3 separate regions of the Sus scrofa genome follow, and regions 2 and 3 are each linked to region 1. A link is a contact called in public promoter capture Hi-C data. All regions are on one chromosome and are shown on one strand. Each heading gives the region's core, a stretch centred on a gene start, on an enhancer-like site or on the middle of the called end of the contact. The rest is flanking DNA. Distances are from core to core; before and after follow the strand shown.

What was found. Promoter capture Hi-C pulls out the DNA fragments that hold promoters and counts their contacts.
Region 2: a promoter capture Hi-C map of fetal liver shows a contact between it and region 1, with 3 times the contacts expected there. The contact joins the promoter of BOLA1 here to the promoter of RPRD2 in region 1. A contact is called at or near these places in 2 of 5 promoter capture datasets (fetal liver and liver) and 1 of 2 datasets of contacts at active chromatin or transcription factors (alveolar macrophages).
Region 3: a promoter capture Hi-C map of fetal skeletal muscle shows a contact between it and region 1, with 2.6 times the contacts expected there. The contact joins the promoter of CERS2 here to the promoter of RPRD2 in region 1. A contact is called at or near these places in 1 of 5 promoter capture datasets (fetal skeletal muscle) and 1 of 2 datasets of contacts at active chromatin or transcription factors (alveolar macrophages).

What each region holds. Positions count from the first base shown.
Region 1 is chr4:98,733,081-98,737,340 of Sscrofa11.1, forward strand. It overlaps RPRD2 (regulation of nuclear pre-mRNA domain-containing protein 2), which reads right to left and starts at 1,526. Exons shown (of 11, transcript XM_013988087.2): 1 at 1-1,526. The coding sequence starts at 187.
Region 2 is chr4:99,155,783-99,160,219 of Sscrofa11.1, forward strand. BOLA1 (bolA family member 1) reads right to left here and starts at 1,455. Exons shown (of 2, transcript NM_001243396.1): 1 at 1,366-1,455; 2 at 277-1,002. The coding sequence starts at 999. The coding sequence ends at 586. LOC110260327 (a long non-coding RNA gene) reads left to right here and starts at 1,526. Exons shown (of 5, transcript XR_002343448.1): 1 at 1,526-1,762.
Region 3 is chr4:98,247,962-98,252,612 of Sscrofa11.1, forward strand. CERS2 (ceramide synthase 2) reads left to right here and starts at 2,812. Exons shown (of 11, transcript XM_005663490.3): 1 at 2,812-2,964.

The DNA of each region.
Region 1 (4,260 bases), core at 276-2,775:
TCCAATGGTAGACGATGGTAGTGTGGTGTTTCTTGTTCTCTATACACCAAGACGACAAGCCTTGAATAGATTCCATGGTGTTAGTTACCGACTGGAATTTTCGATCCAACGAGGACTCCAGAGCCCCTGCTGAAGAGGCCGACGAGGAGGAGGCCTTACTGCTGCCTCCGCCGCCGCCGGCCGCCATCTTCCCAGTTTGCACAAGCGCTGCTGCTCCTCTGGCGGCCGCGGCGGCGGCGGCGGCGGCGGCGGGAGCCGGCAAAACAATCACTGCGAGTGCGTGAAAGCCGCAGGTGGGGAGGGAGGCCAGGGGGTGGAGATGGTGCACGCGCTAGGCTCTTCTGGAGGTAGGACGGGAGGACCAGCTGCTGGGCACGCTGGTGGCTCCTACACGTTGCAAGGAGGGGCTGCGGGTTTCGAAGGTTTATCAAAATTGTTCAAAGGATTGTGTTTAAACCAGTCAGTAATCTCGGAAGAAACGCAGAAAACACGTCCTGCAAAGCCTTTTCTAAACGCCTGGCCCAGAAATTAATGGTTTTATACTCTTCGGCTCTCAATGCTTAAGCCCCTTCCCCACACTCCTCTAAGAACGGGCGTTAATATCTTACAGTTAATACTACCCGACTGCCCCTTCAGCTGCAGAAATCTCTCTCCCCTTTAGGTCCTCTAACACAGGAAAGGCCCAAGGCTACCTAGTCAGGATTTTTTTTGCAACGCAATAGCAGCAAAGGGACAGCAACAGTATCGCGCACGCGCTGCTTGGCTCCGCCCCCCCGCTTCCTTCTCAACCTAGAAAGCGGAGGGAGGCGTGATGGCGGGGCAACCTGGCCAATCAAGGGAGAGGAACGAGAAGCGCGCGCAGAAGCCCACAAGCCCCAAGGGCTAAGGAGACACTCCGATTATTTGTGCGCCTGCGCAATAAGCCAGCGTGTAGCGGGTTGGGAGGAGAAACCTGGAGGGGAGGGTGAGGGAGTTGGTCAAACTAAGGAGAGGTTGGGGGAGGGGCTTCACCGCTCCACCCGGCGTTTTGCTTCCTAGCGAGGTCTCTCTCGGAGCAGTCCAGCTCACACAACAGGGCCGAGAAACTCCCACCGCTTAGCAGCCACTGTTACGTTCTGGCACCTGCAGCTACCGCCGCCGCCGCTGCTGGCAACTCCTTGGGGCATGGAACGCGACAAAGTACCTGGCAGCCATTTTGCCGTGTCTCAGACGATGCGCATGCGCCAGCTCCCTTGCGCCATTCACTACGCAGACTCCCAGACCGAGCAATATTTTACACTCTCCTTGGACAATACCATTTACAGCCACTTGACGTTGGATTATAGGGAAAGGAAGTAAATGAAGTGAAACGGAAAATTTCCCTGTAGAATTTGAGACGAGAAAAGAATAAAAGGCGAAGTAATCGCACCTTCACCAATTATGGTACAGTTTCATAACTGCATGAAACATAGTTTCCAAAAGACTTAGATATCTATTGTATTGATTAGCACAACCTAGATTAACCATGCCATCCCATTTTCCTATGTAAATCATCTGGACAGATTTGGAGGCTCCTGTGTTCCACTAAACACGTGTAATTATTGTATTTTAACTCTTTCACTCTCCCTAGTAGACTCAGGTTTCTTGAGGCGAGGAACCTGTTTTGTCAAGCTCAAATCTAGTATTTGTTAATTCAACAAAAAGTTGTCGAACGTCTTATGTCAAGTACAGTTTTAGACGTGGGGGAATACAGCAAAATGACAAAGTCCCTTCCCTCCAGGGCTTAGTGGCAGGAGACCATAAAAAATACATATATCAGGAAGTAATAATTTCTCTCAAGAAGCATGAAGCAGGGTAAGGGAGAGGAAGGGCACTGCACATATAACACTGTAAGAGAATGGGAGTGAGAGTTTGGTGATCAAGGATGGCTTCTGGTAGTAAGTGATACTTGATGTGAATGTTGAGAACAAGGCAACCAAGCAAATATGGGAAAGGGGGAAGAAAACATGGTGGCAGACAGAACAGCAAGTGTAAAGGACCTAATACAGGAATGTTTTGATACCTTAGAGGGAAAACAAGGAGGCCACTGTGGCTAGAGAAGAGTAAGAGAGGCGTCAAGTGGTAGAATATGAGATCTCAGAGATGAAGGAAAAGAGTTCACATAGACCCTGGAAGGCCACTGGAAGGACTTTGGCTTTTAACGTTGAGTTGGGGAGCAATTTTAAGCAGAGTGTTTTTAAGAAGAAAAGTTACATCGCATTCTTTTTAAAAGATCATGTTGGTTGTTGTGTGGAAAATAGATTTTGGGGAGTTCCCCGGAGCAGCAGAAATGAATCTGACTAGGAACCACGAGGTTGTTGTGTTCCTTCCCTGGCCTGGCTTAGTGGGTTAAGAATCTGGCTTTGGGAGTTCCCATCGTGGCTCAATGGTTAGTGAATCCGACTAGGAACCATGAGGTTGTGGGTTCGATCCCTGGCCTTGCTCAGTGGGTTAAGGATCCGGCGATGCCATGAGCTGTGGTGTAGGCTACAGACTTGGCTCAGATCCCGCGTTGCTGTAGCCACTGCTACAGCTACGATTAGACCCCTAGCCTGGGAACCTCCATATGCTGCGGAAGCGGCCCAAGAAATGACAAAAAGATAAAATAAAATAAATAAAAATAAAAGAATCTGGCTTTGCCATGAGCTGTGGTGTATGTGGCAGACGTGGCTCGGATCTGGTGTTGCTGTGGCTGTGGTGTAGGCCAGCAACTGTAGCTCTTATTAGACCCCCAGCCTGGGAACCTCCATATGCCTCGGGTGTGGCCCTGAAAATAAAAAAAAAAGGAAGTAGACTTTGGAGAGTTCCCGTCCTGGCACAGTGGTTAACGAATCTGACTAGGAGCCGTGAGGCTGAGGGTTCGGTCCCTGGCCTTGCACAGTGGGTTAAGGATCCAGCATTGCCATGAGCTGTGGTGTAGGTCCCAGTCGAGGCTTGGATCCCTTGTTGCTGTGGCTCTGGTGTAGGCGGGTAACTACAGCTCCGATTGGACCCCTAGCCTAGGAACCTCCATGTACTGCAGGAAGCGGCCCTAGAAAAAAGGCAAAAAGACAAAAAAAGAAAATAGACTTTGGAAGTTCCTGTTGTTGGTCAGTGGTAAGGAACCTGACTAGTATTTGTGAGGCTACAGGTCTGATCCCTGCCCTTACTCAGTGGGTTAAGGACCGGGCATTCCATGAGCTGTGGTGTATATCACAGACCCAGCTGGAATCTGGCATTGCTGTGGCTGTGGTGTAGGCCAGTAGCTACAGCTCCGATTCAACCCCTGCCTGGGAACTTCTATATGCCAGGGGTGTGGCCCTAAAAAAAAGAATTTTTAGTATATAGATGACCTTAAAGCCATGAAATGGATGAGGGTGCCCAGGAAGTGAGTGAGCTCATATAGAACAGAGGTCCAAGGACTGAGCCATAAGGAGTAACTTTCAAAGGAGATTGAAAAGGAATGACCAGTGAAGGAAAACCCAGGAAGTAATGTTCTGAAAGCCATATAATGAAATTTTGTCAAGAAGGAGAGAGTGGAGTTCCCACCATGGCTTAGCAGAAACAAATCTGACGAGCATCCATGCAATTTTGATCCCTGGCCTCGATTAGTGGGTTAAGGATCCGGCATTGCCATGAGCTATGGTGTAGGTCAAAGATGCAGCTTGGATCTGGAGTTGCTGTGGCTGTGGCATAGGCCAGCAGCTACAGCTCCAATTCTGCCTCTAGCTTGTGAACCTCCATGACCTATGAGTGCAGCCCTAAAAAGACAAAAAAGGAGAGAGTAATTGTGTCAGGTGTTGCTGTGTAGATTGGATAAAATGAGGACTGAGATAACCACTGGATCTGGCAAACATAGTAGTCATTAGTGATCTTGACAAGGGCTGTTTCCAGGAAGTTAAGTGATTGGAGAGGGTTCTAGAAAGAATGGGAGATGTGGAATTATCATGTATAGATCACTCCAGAAATCAAGAAACAAAATGGGGAGTTCCCTTGTGGTACAGCAGGTAAAGATCTGGCATTGTCACTGTACACCTCAGGTCACTGCTGTGGTTTGGATTTGATCACTGGCCACTAGCCAGGGAACTTCCACATGCCATGGATGTGGCTAAAAAAAAAAGGAGAGGAGAAATGGAGCTGAAGCTGAAGAGAAATGTGGGATAAAAGGGTCATTTCTTTTTTCCATGGTGGGAAATAATGTAGCTGATGCTAAAACTGATACAGGATAGAAAAGGGACAATTGCTGGATTGATTTCCTTGAAT
Region 2 (4,437 bases), core at 205-2,704, 420 kb after region 1:
CAAAGAAATGTAATCCTTTTGGAAAAGAATAGGTTGTTAGAAAGCCAAACATTCCCCAAGTCTGAAGTTCAAATGCATCTATAGCTGCTGTCTTGTCACTCTCTGTCCAGTCCAGCTTCTATGCTTTTGCTTGGGCTCTTCCCCCTACCTGCAACAACTGTCCTCTCCTTTCTGGTTTAATGAATCCCTTCCTGACTATCCTAGGCCTCAAGTATCTTTCTCCTCCCGAGAACATCTGTAGCACTGACTCAAAAGGCCATTAATAACACAGCAATTCACTTCATACGATAATTTCTCTTTTAATGTACAGAATTATCTGCAACTCATAAGGTCTGGTGGTTCCTTAGTCACAATTTAACACAAAACATTTTCCTGAATGGTCCAGGCCAAGAGCTGTAGAGAGAGATTCTACTCTTTCCTTGGGTTAGCCTTGATGTGAAATGAATTGCTGTCTCCAGAGAATAAGTATATGCCAGTTGAATGGGGCCCAGGGTCCTCATCTCTTACAGATATTGAAGGGAAGAAGGCCCCAGTAGTTTATTCTCACCCAACCCATTTGGCTCCTCGTCCTCCCTCTCTCAAGACTCAGGGAGTTCCTCGAGTTTTCTTGCTCCCGCCCAGGCAAGGGGGGCTCGTGTCCAGTTGAGGGTTCTCTCTCCACTGGGCAGGGGTGCGCGCCTGTATGGCCAGGGCATGGACCGGCCCAGCCAGTTCTTCGGACAGCGCCGTGTGGACCAGCCGATGCCGTTGTAGGGGGCTCAATCCCTCGAAGCGAGAGCTCACCACAGCCACGCGGAAATGCGTCTCACTGCCTGGTGGGACTGCGTGGCCACCGCTCTCATTACGCAGCTCCAGCACCTCGGGGTTCAGGGCCTGTTCCAGCTTCATGCGAATGGCGGCCTCGACGGGACCGATGGTCCCTGCTCCCGTGCTGCTCCGGGACAGACAGACGCGCCCGGCCATGGAGAACAGGCGTCCGACCAGCTGCCCACTCAGCATCGGCTAAAGCAGAGACAAGGACAGGAGCAGTGAGGGGTCAGGGCCTCTCGCTTGGTGAGAGATCAGTCTCTCAACTATCCCAGCCCCGGCCTCGGCTCCAGCTGGGAGCCCGCCGCCCCGCGGGACAGTGAAACGGGAGCCACCGCCCCTTTCCTCAGTGTGACGTGGGGGAAATCTGGCCTCCCGCCTTGGGCAGCGAATGGGCGACTGTAGAGTACACAGGGCCAGAAGTGAGGCATGTTCTTTACTAAGGTGATTCGCAAAGAATAAGATGGAGGTTGCAAGAGTAGGGTATGTGCAACTCTGGGCTTTTGGTTGAGCAGTGTCTCTGTGTCCCCTCTGAACCCCAGGCTGGGCCCCTTCTACCTTGCACTCAGGCTTGAATACCGCAGTTCCGACTCCCGGAAGGAACGGCTGAGGGTCAGAGCCAAAAGCAAATCTCGCGTCCTGAGGCACGCTGGGAAATGCAGTCTCCGCTACGCGATACCCGGCAGGTGCTATTCGATGCCCCGAGGGCTTCTGGGAACTGTAGTCTCTACTTCGCCCGATTTGTGAGGTCGTCAGAGGTTGTGAACCCGAGGAATTGCAAAGAAAACGGAAATTCCTGAGCAATTGGGATTGAGATTTTTCAATTCATTTTATTTCCAATAGGTCTTGTAGATCAGCTAGCCCAACATCTTTATTTTCCATATATTGTGGAAATCTATTTCATTTATTGAATACATAATTATTTTGCATCGGACCAGTCCCGGAGGGTGGAGAGGTAAGACAGGCCCTGTCTGTCCTCGGGCAGTTGATGGAACACTGGAGAAGATGGACAAGTTAGCGGACAGTTGTAATGCCATGTGCCAAGGGCTGTAATAAGGCCAAGAACAGGATGCTAGAGCGGCATATTGTCGAGGCTTGGGGGAGCAGAGGAAACTTAGAGGAAGAGTTTAGAAGAGACACAAAACCCCATTCTCAATTCTTCATAGGGGGGTAGCTGCATGCGCAAAGGCCTAGAGGAGAAAGAACTTTGGTGGGATGGGGGTGAGGGTGGGGGTGGAGGTGTTCCTTTCGGTGTAGTTAGGTATGGTTGGACCCCACGGGGCCAAGATGATGATGATGGGAAGCTGAGGGAGTGTGTAGGCCTGTGGGGGGAAGAGGCAGGAAATCATGCTGAGCCTTGTAGGCTTCCTGAGGTAGTTTTGCCTTTATCCTAGGAGCTGTGGAAGCCAGGGAAGGCTTTAAACAGGGAAGCTCCCGACGTGGCGCAGCGGAAACTAACCGACTAGGAACCATGAGGTTTCGGGTTCGATCCTTAGCCTCACTCAGTGGGTTAAAGATCTGGCGTTGCTGTGGCTGTGGTGTAGGCCGGCGGCTACAGCTCCGATTAGATCCCTAGACTGGGAACCTCCATATGCCGCAGGTGCAGCCCTAAAAAGACAAAAGACAAACAATAAATAAATAAATACAATAAAAACAGGGATACTAACAGGATAAGATTTTTCCCAGATGACATGTAATTTGTCAATTCAGTCTATATTTTAGATTTCTCCATACTTTTTTTTTTTTGACTGCATCAGAAATTCCCAGACTAGAGATGGAACCTGCCCCACAGCAGCTACCAGAGCCACAGTAGCGACAATGCTGGATCCTTAACCCACTGTGCCGCTAGGGAATTCCTCCAACTTCTAATTTTGAAAAATTTCAAACCTGCAGAAAAGTTGAATAGTATAAAGAAATATCATCTACCTTTCACCATTTTTTACATGTGTATATTATTATATGCTTGTACATATATACATTTATATTTAAGGGTTTTTTTGTTTTGTTTTGTTTTTGTTTTTTGCTACACCCTTGGCACCTGGAAGTTCCTGGGCCAGTTATCCAATCCATGCCACAGTAGCCACTCGAATGGTGGCTGCAATGATGCCAGATCCTTAACCTGCTGTACCATAAGAGAACTCCTAAGTTGTTTATGTGTATCTATATACTTAAAAATGTGTTTATATACTTTATTTGAAAATAAGTTGCAGATGGCATGACATTTCACCCCCAGGTACTCCAATACATATCTCCTAAGAACAAGGATATTCTTCTGTATATCAATATAAACACAATACCCTTATCGCACTTAAAAATTTTAACATAATGTCAACTGCAAGGTTGTACAATATGCACCCCATTTATCCTTTGCTTAGATTTACTGACAATGTTTTGCCAGACTTGCTTTTTAATCTCTCTTTGTGTGTATATAATAAAAATAAAAATTGTTATCATTTTTGCTGAACCATTTGAGAGTTGCAAAACTCTTTACATTTCATTGCTATATACTTTAGCATATATTGCCTAAGACAAGGATATTTTCCTACATACCCACAATACCATTACCACACCTAAAACATTTACTATTTATACAATTTTATTATCTAATATACAATTATCTAATAATACAGTTTTATTATCTAATTATTATCTAATTATTTTATTATCTATTATCTAATTATCTAATATACAAATATCCCCAGTTGTCTCATTAGTGTATTTTGTAACTATTTTTTCAAAAGCCAATCAAGGATCATGCATTGCACTTAGTCATCTTTAAATATGTATTTTGGGAGTTCCTGTTATGGCTCAGCAGTAATGAACCTGACTAGTATCCATGAGGACACAGGTTCGATCCATGACCTTGCTCAGTGGGTTAAGGATCCAGCGTTGCCATGAGCTGTGGTGTGGGTTGCAGACGTGACTTGGATCCAGCGTTGCTGTGGCTGTGGTGTAGGCTGGCAGCTACAACTCTGATTCAACTCCTAGCTTGGGAACTTCCATATGCTGCGGGTGTGGCCCTAAAAAGACAAAAATAAAATAAATATGTTCTTTGCAACAATCTCTGGCTGCAGTGTGGAGAATTGTAGAGGAGATAAGAGTGCAAGCAGGGAGACAATTGGGAGGTTAGTGTAGCAGTCTAGGTGGGAGATGATGATGACTTGGACCCAGGTGGTGGTGGCAGTGGTGCAGATGGAAAGAAATTGTGGCTACAAATATATATTAGGAGGGTAAAACCTACAGGATGTGGTAACAAGTTAGATATGGAGGGAAACTGTGAACGATAACTCAGGTTTGTGCAGCTGGTTGGATGGCATTTGTTCTCTAAGATATAGAATTTTGAAAGAAGATCAGGTTTGGAAGGGTGGGAAGGGGAAGATTAGGTGCCCACTTCTGTTTTGGACTTGAGTTGGAAGTGTCTTTCTGACATCCAAGAAGAGACGGCATGTTGGATACATGAGTCTATGTGTGTGTGTTTTTAGTTTTTAACTTTATCTTAAGTGCTTTCAGAGTTACAGAAATTAAAAAAATAGCACAAATGAATCTTGTGTATCCCTCACCTTGACAACCAGATTATCCAAATATTAACATTTTATCATGTTGGCTTTATTTCTTTTTATATATCTATAT
Region 3 (4,651 bases), core at 1,562-4,061, 480 kb before region 1:
CGCAGATGCAGCTCAGAGCTAATGTGGCTGTAATGTAGGCCAGCAGCTGTAGTGCTGATTCAACCCCTAGCCAGTGAATTTCCATAGGCTGCAGGTGTGGCTTTTTTTTTTTTAAAAAAAACTTCTCCTGGCTATTTTTCCTTTTTGTTTGTTTGTTTTGTTTTTGGCTGTGCCTGTGGCATATGTGGAAGTTCCCGGGCCAGGGATTGAATCTGAGCCACAGTTGCCACTACACCCTCAGATGTGGCAACACTGGCTCCTTTAATCCATTGTGCCAGTCTGGGGATTGAACCCATGCCTCCACAGAGACCTGAACTACTGCAATGGGATTTTTTTTTTTTTTTAATCTTTTGAGGGCTACACCCATGGCATACAGAGGTTCCCAGGCTAGGGGTCAAATTGGAGCTGTAGCCACTGGCCTACACCACAGCCACAGCAACACCAGAGCCAAGTCTCGACTGCAACCTACACCACAACTCACATGGCAAAGCCGGAATCTTTTTTTTTTGCTTTTTAGGGCCACACCTGAGGCATATGGAGGTTCCCAGGCCAGGGGTTGAATTGGAGCTACAGCTGCCAGCCTACACCGTAGCAACAAGATCCTTAACCCATTGAGCAAGGCCAGGGATAGTACCTGAATCCTTATGGATGCTAGTCAGATTTGTTTCTGCTGAGCCACAATGGGAACTCCTGCAATCGGATTCTTAATCCACTGTGCCAGAGTAGAAACTTCTATTTTTCCTTTTGTTATGAAACTTTTTCTCCCCAGAATTCCTGGTAACTCAATCTCTCTGCTCCTGTACTAGCCAAGCTCTACTCTTTTACCCAAAGTGGCTTCTGTGTTGTGGAAGCCAGCCCCACCTGGGAAGACTAAGACCTATTTTCCACAATGGAGGATCCACGTCTTTGCTTGTCCCAGAAGCCTGCTCAGATACCTAATTCCCAGGCTGAAGACCTGATGGTGTCCTCTGCCTCAGGACACCTCAGCAGCCCTTACAGAGGAAGTGAGTCAGGCAGGCAGCTTAGGGCACTTGTGGGCATGGGTGTGGCCATGCCACCCCAGGGCGGTGGGTGGAGGATGGGTCAGAAGAGCAATGATCAAAATCTCCTGGTGCAAGTGAGGCAGAGTGAAAGAGTGTGAGTGAGTGTGAGTGTGTTTGTGTTTGGAAACTGGTACCATCATTCTACTGCTGCCTGAGGCCCAGTTTTGCCTCCTCCTTTGTCTCTGGGGGAGGGGACACCCTGTTATCTTTATTTTTCAGGCCATGACTATTCAGCTTCTGCCCCAAACTTCTGCTCCCCCTGCTATCTTAAAAGAAAGTTAACTGGTCTTCAGTCCTCTGAGGAATCATTTTAAAAGACTGGTGGGACTTTGGGAAAGCCTGGCATCTAGGAAAACTGCCTGAGAAAAAGGGTTTAGAAAGTAAAAGGTTTGAACCAAGTAGGACAGACATGGGGCGGGAGTAGAGAGCTTACTCAAAGTTTAGCCAGGGCCCAAAGAGGAGACACTGGAACCCTGCTGGAAAAGGGAATCTGGGGAAGGCACGTAAGAAAGGTAGAGAGAGGAGTTTCCATTGTGGCACAGTGGTTAACGAATCAACTAGGAATCATGAGGTTGCGGGTTCGATCCCTGCCCTTGCTCAGTGGGTTAAGGATCCGGCGTTGCCGTGAGCTGTGATGTAGGTTGCAGACTCAGCTCGGATCCTGTGTGGCTGTGGTGTAGGCCGGTGGCTACAGCTCCGATTAGACCCCTAGCCTGGGAACCTCCATATGCCATGGGAGTGGCCCTAGAAAAGGCAAAAAAAAAAAAAAAAAAAAAAAAAAAAAAAAGGTAGAGGGAGGAGGTCCTCCTGGGGCTCAGTGGGATCAGTGGCATTTTGGGAGCACTGGCACGCAAGCACAGTGGGCTAAGGATCCAGTGTTGTGACAGCTACAACTGCAGGTTGGATGTGACCTCTGGATATGTTGGATATGCCACAGGGCGGCCAAAAAAGGGGGGAGAAAAGGTAGAGGGAACCGTGGAATTGGGAGATTGAGGGAGGGGCAGTAACAGTAGGGAAGGGGTAGCCGGATATGGTATGCTAATATGATATGCTATTAAAGGAGTTTAGCCTGGGGCAAAGGAATAAAGGGCTAGAGTGGTTGTTGGGAACTGGAAAACCGGGCTAAAGAAGGCTGAAGAGTCCAGGGAATGGACCAACAGGTCTGAATTCCCTAGTGGTAGGTTGGCATGGGCTGGGGCCTCTCACCGCAAAGAGCAAAGGAAATGTTTGGAGGTCAGCTTCTGCCTCCTTCTCCAGAAAGAGCCTTAAGCAAGGGTCTCAAACTGGATTAGTGAGGTCATACATTCTTTCTTAACAGAACTGTCAAAGCCCCTGAACTTGACTAGATAAACTTTGAAACCAGCCACTGTCAGAGGTTCTAATTGTGACAGTATAAAAAGCACCATTTCATTACCGTAAAGAATTCAATTACCTCTACTTAGGGGGCCCTCTCTAAACAAACCCTTAGACACATTTTGGTCACACTCTGTCCTCTGTACGAATCAAGGCCAATTTTGTAGGATAAACATTTTGCATCTTCCTGAAACATTGCTTTTACCAGACTAAGGGAAAAACATTTTACAATATGAATTTAAATACGGATAAACGTGGTCTAGATGGCAAACTCGAACGCATTTTACATTAAAAAGTTGGAGGTTGGCTCCTTCAGAGTCTACTACAGGAGGGTATGTGTACCACTGCGGGTAGGTTTTAAACAGCACTGGGTGGAAACGCTGTGGGTTTTACGGCGGGCTGGGGCGGGGGACGCCCTAGGGGTAGCGGGCTCCGCGCTGGAAGGACAGCGGAATCTCGAGGGCCCGCTGCCTGGGTCGGCCTTGGCGAGGCGCTCGGCCTCGGCGCGCGGCACTTGGAAAGGACTCTCAGGGGCTGCGCCCCCTCCTGCCTCCCAGTAGGGCTGGAGGTGAGAAGTGTGGCAGTCGGTCGCGCAGAGGGAACCGGGGGCTGCAGCCGGGTGCAGGTCGGGGACCGCAGTTGGGGGTGGCCGGGGTGGGGTGGGGCAGGGGCAATACCGCTCTGCGGTCCCCGGTCTGTCCCGCGGTTCCCCAGGGCTACATCTAACCTTTAACGGAGAGACAAGGGGCTGGGAGAGAACCCACACTGCCTGCCCTCATCGGGGGGCTTCTCCCTCGATGCCAGGATGCCAGTGGGCGCGGCTGCAGAACCCGCGCCGCAAGGGCTCGGGTCCCCGGGCCGGGAAGGGGGCGGCGGCAGGCGGCGGGGGCTGGGCGCGGCTGCCCCGCGCGGAGGCCCGGGCCCCTCCGCCCGCCCTTCTCTCCCTTTCCGTCGCCGGGCCGCAGGCCCACGCCCAGTCTCCCGGCTCCTGTGTTGCTCGCGGCCTTTCTTTCCCGGGCTGGCTGGCTGGGCTCGCACTCAGCTCGGCTGGGCTCGGCGGGCGGCGGGCGGAGGAGGAAGGAGGGAGGGAGCGAGCGGGCAGGCGGGCGGGCGGAAGGGGGAGGAGAGGAGCGAGCGGAGCCAGTTCGGAGGGGGCCCGGAGCTCGGACGAGAAGAGAGACGGAGCAGCGGCTCCCGGCCGGGCCAGCTCCGCGACGCCGCCGCCGCCGCCGCCGAGTGAGTCGGGACCCCAGCCCGGGAGCCCGAGGCGCCGCGCGCAGGGGTGGGGCGGGACGAGGCCCGGAAAAGTTGCGAGAACTGGGGGCCGCGCGGACGCGGCTCGGCGGACTGGGCCCGGTGGGGAAGGGAGCGGGCTGAGGAGGGCAGAGGGGCCCGGGGGCACACCCTCGGGCGGCCGGGCGCGGGGCGCCGCCGCGGGCTCGGGGCCTCTGCCCGGCGCGCTCATGGCGGCCGGCCTGGGGAGGGCGGGCCGGAGCGCCTCGCGGGAGCGGCCGGGCCCCCAGCGCCGCCCGAGGGCAGACTGGCCGGGCGCCTGGGCGCGCCGCCCGGAGCCCGGAGGAGCCCTCCTGGGCAACAGGTATGGAACAGGAGGTGGGGCCGCGGGGCCGCTAGCGGACGGCGGAGCCCCTTTGTTGGAAAGTAGAGAAGCCCGGGGATCACTTGCGCGAGAGCCCTCTGCCTGGCAGCCGGCCCGCGCGGCGTGGCCCCTGCCTGGCTCTGACGGCCCCATGGCTAGAGTGGGAGGAGGGCGGAGGGTCTTGCTGTTCTTTCTTACCCGCCTACTGTGCCCAGTCCGGGAGGGAGGTCAGAACGTCCATGTGCTTTACGTGAAACAGGAAGGAGTGGCTCTGAGTTTCTGCCCCGGCCACCCCAAGGCGAAGGCTCCTATACCGTTATGGGGCGTGTGGGCTGGGGAGGGGGAAGCCACTGGAGAGACTGGTTTTCTGGGCCTCGACTCGCTAATTACTGGCCCGGAGGCTCACTGGCTAGTAGGTTAATTGCAGGTGTGTGGTACTAATTGTTGGCCTGAATTTAGGGGTTCACTCTCCCCAAGCCGGGCTCTTAGCAGCAAAATCTGGTCTCAGGCACCTGAGTTGCTAGGTGCAGGAGTCAGGAGGTTCTGAGGATCCTTGAGGAAAGGCATGAGCTCCTTTTCCCAGAGAATTGTATCAGAGAAGGCCTCCAGCAGGCAGTCATTCCAAATCTGTGTTGGAGGGGTTGGTGTCCCATACCAG